Linked DNA regions of Sus scrofa: region 2 is linked to region 1. The links are chromatin contacts, called in public HiChIP or PLAC-seq maps. All regions are on one chromosome and are shown on one strand. The core of a region is the stretch at or near the end of the contact, and the rest is flanking DNA. Distances in the headings are between cores, read along the strand shown. Region 1 has its middle 90 kb from the start of ALDH8A1. Region 2 has its middle 340 kb from the start of ALDH8A1.

What was found. HiChIP or PLAC-seq counts read pairs in DNA pulled down with a chosen protein or histone mark.
Region 2: a contact with region 1 is called in an H3K27ac HiChIP or PLAC-seq map of alveolar macrophages. The contact joins two enhancer-like sites. A contact is called at or near these places in 1 of 47 Hi-C or Micro-C datasets (embryonic fibroblasts) and 1 of 2 datasets of contacts at active chromatin or transcription factors (alveolar macrophages).

Annotation. Positions count from the first base shown.
Region 1 is chr1:29,147,334-29,153,500 of Sscrofa11.1, reverse strand. No RefSeq gene overlaps it. Among named protein-coding and RNA genes, the nearest start is that of ALDH8A1, 90 kb to the right of the region's middle. Within about 2 kb of position 1,305, at least 18 of the 83 cell types and tissues checked have an H3K27ac peak or open chromatin away from gene starts, as enhancers often do. A contact at or near this core is called in alveolar macrophages, where this site is marked.
Region 2 is chr1:29,396,718-29,403,184 of Sscrofa11.1, reverse strand. No RefSeq gene overlaps it. Among named protein-coding and RNA genes, the nearest start is that of ALDH8A1, 340 kb to the right of the region's middle. Within about 2 kb of position 4,819, at least 8 of the 83 cell types and tissues checked have an H3K27ac peak or open chromatin away from gene starts, as enhancers often do. A contact at or near this core is called in alveolar macrophages, where this site is marked.

The DNA.
Region 1 (6,167 bases), core at 56-2,555:
GGAATTTCTGGGTCCCTGGGAGATCATTAGGGGGTCATCAGTACATTCAGGAGTCATTGCATGCTTGTCCTTTTTTCTTAAATACCTACTAAAAACTGTCTTCATGAAGCTGTATAAAGAAAATGGAAGAACAAAATTGAAGTCCATCCTCTTTTTCAGGCAGAAATAGATATCACTGCCATCTATAAGACATGGAATAAAACATCTGAGTTTTCAAACCTTATTTCTTTTTCCCTTATTTTTGCCCATTTTCTTTCACAGTCAGCAACTCTTGTCCTACTAGGATACTATTTTAACCGTGGTATGTAGGTTAAGGATATGCTGTTTTGTTTACAGGAGATAAATTGTTGTTACGATTACTATAGGAAGCAGCAGACCAATGACCTTGAGGACTCACCAGGAAAAGCAGCCCTTCTGTGCGTGAAAATGACGGGGGCTCCAGGAAGGATAAGCACGAGGCAGAGACCTGGAGTTGGGGGACTTCCTCTGGAGTTGGGGACTTCCTCTGGAGTTGGGGGGAAGGGATAGACACAGTTACAGCATTCAACCCAGCACCATATTCTTGCCTTAGAGTTTAAGCCCCACCTAACTGAACCCATCTGAGCCAAACACAGAGCAAAGCACTGTTTGTAGAATCCTGTCCCAAGAGTAGGCGAGAAAAGTAGCTCAAACCCAGTAGAGAGGTGTTCCATGCCATTCATTTTATTCAGTGGTCAAGTACGTTTTGATAGAGCTTCAAAACCTACATGTGATATCAAATAGCCTGCATAAGAGAATGCAAGGCAGAACAGCCCTGGAGCACAAGTCGTAGTTGCGGAACTATGGCCCCTAAAAGGGGGTGGCGATGGGCAAGATATGATTCTACCCCGCCCCCCCAGAGAAGCTTATGCTTAGATATTAGATATGAAAACTAAAGGACAGAAACGCGCACCCTCTAAGATTCTTTCTAGCTCCACAGTTCTTTGAGGGCAGAAATAAGATTTAACGTGAGAAATGTTTAGGCCCAGAAGGGATACCAGTCCACACAGGTGTGCCATGGTGTACAGAGTTTATGTATCTAAATGAGATTTTGTTAAATAAAAATTGATATGTTTGTACAAAGTGTTTATTCACATAAAAGGCGTCACTGAGGTTTGAATTAAAAAAAAAAAAAAGAAATTTAAAAAGTAATTGGAGAGACCTTAGAAATGACCCAGTCCAGGATTTTGTTTGTTGGTTTGTTTTACAAATGAAAGATCCCTCCAGCCTCAGAGGTCCGTTCCTTCCAGGCCTCGTTCTGCAGAGAGCAGAGCTGGAAGCAGATCCTAGGCCCTGAGGCTGACACTCCTGCCTCTGTGGAGTGGGGCCACCCTGGTGACATCCTATCTGCCTAATGAGGAAACAGCGTCATCTAGTGGCAATTTATCAGAATTTTCTAGGGGAGCTGTGCTTCAGCTCATCCAAGGGGATGAAAAACGTCCCACTTGCCCATCTCTGCTGTTCCAGATCTCCCAAGACTATATCTCTGGATCCTTTTCTTCTCTGAGTTTTCCAAAACCCAGCATTTCCCCGTGGAACTCTCTCCCCTAACTCCTTTGCCCACTAGCATTTTTCTCCTCTTAAGCCAAAATTTCAACACAGCCATCAAGAATCATCCACCACTGGAGTTCCTGTTGTGGCTCAGTGGTAATGAACCTGACTAGTACCCATAAGGATGTGGGTTTGATCCATGGCCTTGCTCAGTGGGTTAAGGATCCCATGTTGCTGTGGCTGGGGCATAGGCTGCAACTCTGACTCGACCCCTAGTCTGGGAACTTCCAAATGCCAAGGGTACGGCCCTAAAAATCAAAAAGAAAAAAAAAAAAAATCCACCTCAAGGACGATACCCATCATGGCTGTTTTCCTTTGAGTGTTTCTTGATTTGAGTTTTCAGCAAAATAACACTCTTAACCATGATTGGGGGCTTTTGCCAATTGATGTGTTTAATCAAAGAAATATGCTTTCTTGTGAAGATCCAGACTACGCTTTTCATTCAGCCTTGCTGATATAACCCTTGTATTTCCCCACCTACCAACAAACCAGGACACTTTTGTTGCCTTTGAAATAATTCTGGGTGTTTCCCAAGACAGTTCTGTGAACAAGCATGTGAGCTAATTTCAGACAGGTACATCTATTCACTCATCATTGGTGTTCTCAACCATTTACTAATCTCTTAGTTCCCCTGCCCTTAGGATCCTAATTTTGGAGTTAGAAAACAAAATACATCAACAAACAATTTTCTTATATGACGAGTGCTCTATTACAAGTAAGCTCAAAGGGAAGGGGAAAAATCATTTTGCTTAGATTACAAAAAGCTGCTCAAAAAATAGAAAACATTGGACTTAAGTTTTGAAGGTAGGTAGGTCTTTGGTTTGTAAAGAGAGGTGGGAATGGCATGATTGGCAGGGGGAACAGCAAGAACAAGTGTCCAGAGTCAAGAAAGTACATGGTTTGATAAAGAATAGCAAATAGTCTACTGTATTCACCAAAAGAAAGAGCCCAAGAAAGCAAATGGGAAGAGCTGCCAAAAGGCAGTTAGGAATTAGAATACAGGAGTTACTGTCAAGGCTCAGCAGTAATGAACCTGACTATTATCCACAAAGACACAGGATAGATCCCTAGGCTTGCTCAATGAGTTAAGGATCTTGCCATGAGCTTCTGCATAGGTTGTAGACATGCCTAGTATTTGGAGTTGCTGTGGATGTCGTGTAGGCTGGCAGCTATAGCGCAGATTCTGCCCCTAGCCTGGGAACTACCATATGCCTAAAAGAAAAAAAAGAAAAAAATTAAAAAAAATAATAATTAGAATACCTACCAAAATCTTGCTTCAAAAGACAATCCTGCAAGTCCTGCTATTGTTTCTTTTTAACTACCTTCATTCAAGCATCAGGTCTCCTTTTTCCATGCTTTTGCAAAGACAATGCGAAGATCCTTAGATGCCATCCTGGAGAACCTGGAATTTATATACAATAAGATACCATTGTAGTCTGTGCTACAACAAAAGACTATGTTTTGAGATCTCCAGGAAATAAAGTACTTTATTCATTCCAGCCATTTTGAAGTTTGTTTGTTTTTTGGTTTTTGGTTTTTTTCATTAAAAAAAACACCCTCATTGAGCAGCTGGTGGAACAGAGGCCCTGCACATGAATTATTGGCCAGCGTTGGAGCAAGAACTCAGACCTGTTGGCTCCCAATCCATTTCTTTGTAACAAAGATAGCTAAGAGCATGAAATATTTATCAGAAAGATAAAATAATTTTAAATTAGAAACTTTCTGGGTTTTCTTCCAATTTTGTTCCCATATAAATTCTCTGAAAGTACATTTAAATATTCACAATCATCCTTTTTAATCATCTCATTCTCATTCAACACGAGCCTGCTTTATAAATGAGAAAATAATTTGATAGGCATTCTATTTAAAAGCACTCATAAAAGAAATAGGCAGAAACTTTTCAGACTAAAAGACGTGATAAAAGAATAAGGCAAATGTAATCCACCACAGGCTGAAGAACAAAGGAGTAAGAAAGGTCACCTTCAGCATCGGAAAGGTACAGTTGTGTAAAGATTTCTAGAAAAGGCTGTTTCCATTGGCTTTGTAAAGACATCAGTCCCATTGGTGACAGAGGAAAAGATAATCCACGGGTAGGTGTCATTAAAAGACAATCTTGGCAACCAGTTCTAACCTGATGAGTTAGAGGCCAATGTTTCTTTTTAAAAATGTTCTGCTTCTGAACGTGGGTCAATGTTTTCTGTTTCTGCTTTGCTAAACAAGTAAAGAATCTACCTACAAAAATCATGCTTCAAAAGACAATCCCGTGAGGCCTGCTATTATTTCTGTTTTTAACTACCTTCATCCAAGCATCAGGTCTTAAAAACTCTATTCCTTTTTCCATGCTTTTGCAAAGACAATACACGGTATGTGTCTGAGCTGGCATCTCTCTCCAAATCAATGCCAGACATTTCGCATAGAGCTACAAGCCAATATCATATGATATAGTGCTTTGGCCAAGGCAGTTACCATAGTGTTTTATGTGGAGGCTGACACTCCATTCATCAAGTGAATACTCCACGGGATGGAGAACAAAATGGACAGTCATGCTTCTGAAACTGCCAGACCACAAAGAGTAATTAGACTTACTCAGCTTCTCCTTGGCCCAGCTCAACAGTTAGCGCATAGATTCAGGTGCATCATTTCTGCATTTGCCTCCCAGAAAAGTGGTTGTGGACAGGCCCCAGGGAGGTGGGAATGACCCAGGGCCCGCTGCCTCCTCAGCTTCCCACGCTCTTGCAACTGGCTCCCTTGACACTCCGCTCTGCTCAGAGCTGCCTCCAAGGCTTGGAACTTTCCGAAGCCAGATTATGCAGCTGACAGCCTGGGGCCATGTTGGCTCACCTCTGCCGGTTGTAAAAGTCATATGACCATCAAAGCCTCAGCAGGAGAATTTCTTCTCCATACCTGGCCTTCCGAAAGGGGATGTCTGTTTGTGGTTATCACTGCCTAACAAATAAGAAATGAAAACTCTAAGCGTTCAAGAAAGAGGTTGGAACTGAGTGGATTGAGACTCTGTGTCTGTTGAGAGCCCTGGGCAAACTACAACCTGAGCCTCTAGACCTCAAGGGGTCTTTTCTACTTAGCAACGGCCACATCCAGACAAGGTGCATGCCATTGCTAAGCAGAAGCGTTCACATTCACTGGGGTCACCTTTTGTGAGAAGCATGCATAGGGAATGAGCTCAACTGAACAACTGACCTCTGTAAAAAAATGAGACATAATGTGATATAAAAAAATGAGACCCACAATGGCTGCCTACCTTGAGCCCCGCATTGTACTATGGAAGGATCCAGGTCCTGCTCCTGTGGAATTTACAGGGGATGCAGAGCAAAGAGAGCAGGTCTGCTCTTGCATCCAAATCAGGCAGGGCCTCCCGGAAGAACTGGTCTTTATGCAGAGATAAGAGAAAGGGATAGAGGAAATCAGGGTCCTTAAGGCGTAGCAACAAAGGGCTAAATTTCAGAAAGGATTGGCTGTTTTTGATTGACCTAGGCCGGACTGCCATTCTAGAACAGATGACATTTTGTCTTTCTGCTATCATATAGCCTGCTTAACTTTACAAAATATGGCCCCAAAACTCTCCTCAAGTCTGACAAGTACATTTCTCAGGGGCAGCGTGGAAGGGGGATTGTACTATCTCAGGTATCTATCTGTAAACACTGGCTCCCCACCAGATGTCATTAAAAAGTTTCATGGGAACACAGCCACCCCTTCCACTGACACATTCTCCAATGGCTTCTCTTCCTCTCCAGCATCAGAATGGAATAGTTACAAGAGAGAACGTAAGGCCCCTAAAGCCTAAAATATTTACCACCTGGCTCTTTATAGAAAAATTTGCCAATGCCTGCGATGACTGACGGACACTGTGTGAGCCAAGTTTGTGAAATTTTATTCAGGGATCCCCAAGCAGACCATGGCCCTACCGCCTGGAGATCACATGCCAAACATGAACTTAAGACAGCCAAGAACAAGCAGCCCCAGAGAGTCACACATTGGCTCTAAGACACGGAGAGCCTGATGAATCCCCTCTGTGAACTGGCATCTACATAGTGTGGATGCCTCACTGTCAACCTCGGAAGAGTATATTCCACTCAGCAGAAAAGCAGGCCATAGCACCAATGTGATTTCACAATACCCTCTGGACAAAGGATCAATTTTTCTTCCTTTACAACGGGAAATGCTTTCCTACGAGGGACACACAACTGGAATCACTGGCACAATGACTTCAGAGAGGGTGGAAGCTGACTGGAGACAGAAGCATCACTGATGATGGAAGGTGGGGGTGTGACAAGACACCTGGGTCATCAGAGGGATCAGAGAGAAGCCTGGGCAGCTCATGATAAAACTCTGTGACCTAGTCTTCCCGCAGACCACTGGTTTCCTCCAGTAGGAGGGAGCAGGGTCCCTGCCAGTCAGGAGGTAGGAAGCAATCTGATTGACCTGACTTTGGTTGATGACACCATCCAGGTCTCACACTTTGGTGCAATGGGACACACTGCTTTCTGAGTCTAAGAACTAGGGTATGACCAGAGCAGGAGCCAAGAGGGTGAGGGAACTACTAAGGGCTAAGCAATGAAAAAAGGACACCTTCCCTGGCC
Region 2 (6,467 bases), core at 3,570-6,069, 250 kb before region 1:
CATAATGAAGCCTGGAATAATTAGAAAATGATAGATGTGAATAAGTAATTCACAGCAGAGGAAATACAAAGAACCAATAAACATAAGAAAGGATGTTTGACATCCACATTAGTAATCAAGGAAGTGAAAATTGAAACACCTAGTCATCATTTAGCAGGGGTCAGGCAGTGTTCCCATCAGCATGATATAACTTCAAACAAGGCCTGACACTTAGTATTGGTAGGGCTTGAGGGTAGTCCTTACTCCTGAGCACGTGAGATGTTTCTATAAATTGCTTTAGTCCAAAAGTACTCTGCCAGCATTTGTGAACGTATAAAAACGCATAAAGACTTTACTGACCACCTCAGTTTTGGGCAGTTATCTGGTGGAAGTAAAAATAAAGTATATAGGAATTTCCACTGTGGCTCAGTGGGTTAAGAACTCAACTAGTATCCATGAGGATGTGGGTTCAAATCCCTGGCACCTCTCAGTGGGTTAGGGATCCGGTGTTGAGGCAAGCTGAAGTGTAGTCACAGATGCAGCTCAGATCCAGGGTTGCTGTGGTTGTGGCACAGGCCAGAAGCTGCAGCTCCAATTTGACCTCTACTCTGGGAACTTCCATATGCTGCAGATACAGCCCTAAAAAGAAAAAGAAAAAAGTATATAAACATGTGTACAAGTATGCCAATTAAAGGAGGAAGGCAGAACTGTGTGATAATTAAGAGCATGGTCTATATAGATAGACTCATTAGGAGTCAGATCCACAACTTACTATTGAGTAAGCTGTTCAATCCTTATGTGCCTCAATTTTTCATCTGCAAAAAATAAGGCAAAATAATATCTATCAGATGAAGTTCTTATAAACGTTAAATGATAAAATGCATGTTAAGTGCTTAAAACATTGTCTGCTATATTTTAAGACCATAATAAATATTGGGTGTTATTATCATTATTTGTAATTAAAAAAAAAAACCAACCTGGATATCCATCAACAAGGATAATAATTGAGCAAATTCTACTATGAAACCATTAAAAACGAGGCCTATATATATATATGCATGTATTTGTCCAAGACACAGTAAGTGAAAGAAGTACAGATTACAGCTTGATGTATTGTATAACACTAATTTTAGTATAAAAAAGTAATTCTTTTACAGATGTGCCTATTTTTTGTTGTAGGATAATATTTAGAGGTATTAACCATGTTTGTTTGTTTGTTTTTCTTCCAGTAGTTCACATTTACCCCCTTCTACCTTGACCCCTGTTCAGGTCCCTAAATTGCTCTGGCTCATTGTTCCAATGAAGTACAGATAGACTAAGAATCATCTTAGCAACTGGCTTCCAGAAAGGCAAACTTGCAACTATTTAAGCTTTGAGAAGACAGGGTTCGCCTCATTGCCTGACTGGAAAAAGATATCTGAGAGGAATGAAAACACACGTCTACAAAACACATATACAAGGATGCTTATTAAAGGTTGGAGAGGAGTGCTCCCAGACTGGGGAGAGATGAGGTGTATTGGAAGGAAAGCAGTGGGTATTGGAGATGAGCCTGGAAGAAAGGGGTCTGATGCCAAAAATGAGGCTGGTGGGATGTAAGACCAGAGGAAAATGACCTCGATTTCCAGGTGGAGGCCAGGGAAGGTGCAAGAGCCTGCAGAGGAAATGGCTGCAGGGAGCCAAGCAGGTAGGGCCTCAGGCAGCCTGGCAGGGAGTGCCCTGGCTGAAACATGGCCCAGAAACCACCATACCTGACAGGGTCTGACCGTAGGAGCCAGTGCATCTATGGGAACCAGTGGCCAAGGCCCAGATGGAGTGAAAGAACTCTCAGTATCACTATGGTTACCATGAATCAGATGCTGCCCATGCTCTACCCCCACTCAGATTCTTGGTACAACCCACCCTGATCCCAAAATGTAGGCACAGTTACAAGGAAAAAAAGGAGATTATTCTAAATTCACTGAGATTGAGTGGCCACCTACCTAATGGGAATGGTGCCTCAAACCAGAAATTAAAAATTTTAAAGAAAAATTGTTGTATTTCTTCCTCATCAAACATTGTGTACTCAAACCAGTTACACGAATTTTAATGTATTTATATATTAAATAGATGATGAAAATACCAATTGTTAAGAGGATCACCTGGCATCAGGGGAGAGGCTATACAGCTGGAAGAGGAAGGAGAAGTTACTAGTTTTAATTTAGATATTTCTGTAGTACCTAAATAATTTAAGCGAATAGGGATTCCTTTTGTCAGTTAATTGACTGAATATTATCAAATCCAAAGACAAGAGCAAGTGCCACAGGAAGTTAAAATCATTTTGTAGTACATGGTAAAAATCAAATGCCTATTTTGGGCAGCTTATTAATATTCCTATTCTTTGATGTGCTTATTTATAGAATGAAAGGTTAAGTGAGTTTATATAATCCACTCCTGCTCTTGAAAATGTACAACCACGTATGGCAGAAAAGAGTTGTATTATGAAGGAACTTGTATTGGTAAAGACCATTCCAAGTTAATAGTCTAAAGATATAATGACTACAGAGACTACCAAGGAAAAACAGAACTGTTTCATGAAACAGGGATTTAGCTGTCAATCTCAGCTCTGCCAATTATTTTCTGTGTGACTTTGGTCAAGACAGTCTAAATACTTTAGGTTTCAACTTTCTGAATATCCCTAAAGTAGAAGTTTCCAACCTGTCTGTACATTAGAATGAATCAGAGGTTTAAAAAAAATGCAGGGAGTTTCTGTTACGGCTCAGCGGAAACGAATCCGACTAGTATCCATGAGAATGTGGGTTCGATCCCTGGCCTTACTCAGTGGGTTAAGGATCTGGCATTGCAGGTGAGCTGTGGCATAGGCAAGTAGCTATAGCTCCAATTCAACCCCTAGCCTGGGAACTTCCATATGCCACGGGGGCTTCCTTAAAAAGCAAAACAAACAAACAAACAAACAAACCACAGGCCATAATCCAATAGGAATATGTATATAAGTTACCAAAAACATGTACGAATGTTCAAAGTAGAACTATTTGAAATAACTCAAAACTAGTAAGAATCCAAATATGCATCAAGGGTAGGACGGATAATGTAATGTTGATATACTCGAAACTGAATACTCTAGAGAAGGGGTCAGCTAACTTTTTTCTGTAAAGTACCAGATAGTAAATATATATTCAGATTGACAGCCAAACAGTCGCTGCTGCAACTAAACTCTACCACTGTTGTGTGAAAGCAGCAGACAATACAGAAACAAATTAGCCTGAAGATTTCATGATCTAACAGAAGGCAGACATGAGACTGGCCTGGGTGCTGCCAGCCCTATCCCTATAGCTCACTTCTCACCTTGGTATAGCCACACTGGCCTTCTTTATTTTGCTTAAAACACCAAATCCCTTCCTGCCTTAAGATTTCTACAGTGCTGCTAGAGTCTGCCCCAAGACTTTTGCCCCTCTGACCCCTTTTTTCATTCAGGGTTAACTCACAGGTACCGGCTCAGTAATGCCTTCACTGGCTACCCAGTCTAATTGCGTCCCCATCACTCTGTCACATCATCTTTATCATATCACCTTATTTTCATCATAGCCTTCCCTTAATTATCTATAATCCATTTTTATTTGTTGTGCAGTTTCCCTATATAAAGCATAGCATTTAGAAGAGAAAAAAAAAATGTGATCTTCTCTATTGGAAAAAATTATCCAGGACTCAGAAACAAAGAAATTATTGGGTGTCCTTTCAGTTTTAGGACTGGGCACTGTCTAGGGCAGAGACCAGCAATCTTTTTCTGTAAAGGACCATAAAGTAAATATTTAGGCTTTGTGGCCAATAAAAGCAAAATTGAAGCTGTAACATAGGTACTTAGATAACAAGAGAGAAAACACTTTTCACACCTATTGAACTGATAACATTCAAAGCAAAATAATAATTGTATAAAATGTTTGATAACATAAGTCTATTAATGTGAAGAATGAAATTATTTTGGAGAGTATACAGTTTGCTTCATTGGAGTTCAAAGTACGATCGAAATCAATTGCAAACACTCATCTCTTACTGCTGATCTGTAATGAGATTTTATATATCTCATCTGTCTTTTCACACAGATAGGTATTGCCCAATACTGATAGAATGTGATTCAGTTGAGCATATCCATTGGTCGGAAAACATTTATAAAATTCTATTACATTCTCCTGTTGGTATTTGCTTAAAAGATCATAATAAAACTTTGCCACTGATAAGCCATCAAGAAAAGGAAGAAGAAGGGGGAGGGAGGAGGGAGGGAAGGGGGAGGGGCAGGGGCAAGGACTGGAGCAGGGGAGAAGAAAGAAAAAATTAGCCTGTCAGTGCTTCAATAAAACTTTATTCACAAAACAGGAAGTTGACCCCAGGCTATATTGCAATGAAAACAAACCATAACTATACGCAATAATATGGATGAATTTCACAAACATTCAGTTGAGTAAGAGAAGTTAGATACAAAAGAACACACACTGTGTGGTTCTATTTATATATGTTTCAAAAATAGGCACAGCTTCTATGATGTTAGAAGTCAGAATATGGTGGGTTATCTTGGGAAAGAGTGACTAATAGGGGACTCAAACCAGTGTCTTCTGGACCGGATTGATCTGCTACTTGATTTGACACTGTATTTACTTTATGAAAATTAATGAAACTGTCACTTAGAGGATGTGTACTCCCCCCAAAGTAAGCTTTATTTAGTGAAAAGTTTACATAAAAACGAGAGGTTTCAGGGTCTACCTCTTTAAGAAGCTGTGTTCGCTTGTTGGGGGTGTGGCTTGAGGATCTATCCTAATCCAGCCTTGAAGAGGTAAGTAACCTTTCCAAGGTCACATCATTGGCAGAGCTGACACCGAGCAAGCTCTACCCATGCTGGGAGTGGGGTAAGTCAGCTGTGAGGAATGCTAATTAGCTAAAGGAAGCCAAGGTTACATTCCAGACTTTAACCTAGAGTGATATTTGCACTACCATCTGAATATTCTCATGGGTTTCTGCCACGTGGGAAGCACCCAGTTCAGAGCTTCTTCAATTTCTAGGGTCACTGGGAAGCTGCCAGAAGGCTTTCTGAGCTCAGGATGAGCACAGCAGCCAGCTCTCCAAGTAGATGGTCCCGCCTTCTTTCTATCCCCTGCTCCTCTCAGAGGAAGACATTGTGATGTAGCAGACACACCCTGAAGTTTGGGTTCAAACAGATAAAACTTCAGCTTCTATTTTTGCAACTTGTTGGAGAAGTATGAATTTTACCCAACTATAATTTTTCCCATTTGTAAAATAGACATAAAATCTACTCCCACTTATTTATCCCCCACCCCATCCCTATGACACGCAAAATTTCTTTTCCTCTTTTTTAATTTGATATTCATTGAGCCATCATTACGTGCCAAGCACCACTAAGGATTTTATAAGGATTATCTCATGCAATCTTTGTCAGTAAGGAAGGTTCATTTACGAACTTCATCTTACACATGAAGAAACTAAGAATCAGAGAACTTAAGGGACTCACCCAAGGTCACACAGGTAACAAAAGGTGGAATCAGTTTCCCACTGAGGAAATGTAATTGGACAGAGCCTCCCTGCCTGCCTGCTTGCATCTCTCACAAGTGCCCTATCTTAATAAATTCATTTCTTGCCTAAAAAAAAAAAAAATGTAATTGAGAGCCTAGCCCTTAACCCCTGCTTGTGAAGATGACATACTTGGCAGTTGTCACCATGTCTGGCCCTGGGATGAAATTCAATAGATGTTAATTCCGCATTTCCTCTTTTCTCAAAGAGCTATGAATCAGAGCTGAGACTTGACAAAAAAAGCTGGATTCTAGTGGACTTGGTTAAGTTACCTTTATTTCCTTACCTGTATAGTAAAGCCCTTGGATTAGGTAAATCTGAAATGTTTCTCCTAAGCTGATTGAATTTGTACTCTCCATGAATGCTTACTCCACCGAAAATAACTTGAGAATATTTTTGTCCTAAAATTTTAGGAAAATCTTTCATTTGCTTCCATAACCTGAATTTGTTTTAAAAATAGATAGTAAATTACACACTAATCAAACATTTCTCCATCACATATGCACTCACCTCATTCCAAACTGCAGCTCCTGTTTTTCCCTTTACCCCAGGGACACCTCATTCATTGTTTCACATTCTCAAAAGTAAAAGCAACACTCTCTACTTGGTTTGGAAAGCAGTGGCTTTTCTTTCTTTTCTTTCTTTCTTTCTTTTTCTTTTTTTTTGGGGGGTCTTTTTGGGGGTTGCACTGACGGCATATGGAGGTTCCCAGGCTAGGGAGCCGCTTGCCTACACCACAGCCATAGCCAACACCAGATGCAAGCCGAGTCTGTGACCTACACCACAACTCAGGGCAATACTGGATCCTTAACCCGCTGAGCAAGGCCAGGGATTGAACCTGCAACCTCATGGATATTAGTCAGATTGGTTTCTGCTGAGCCACAATGGAGAACTTCTGTTTATTTCTTGAAGCT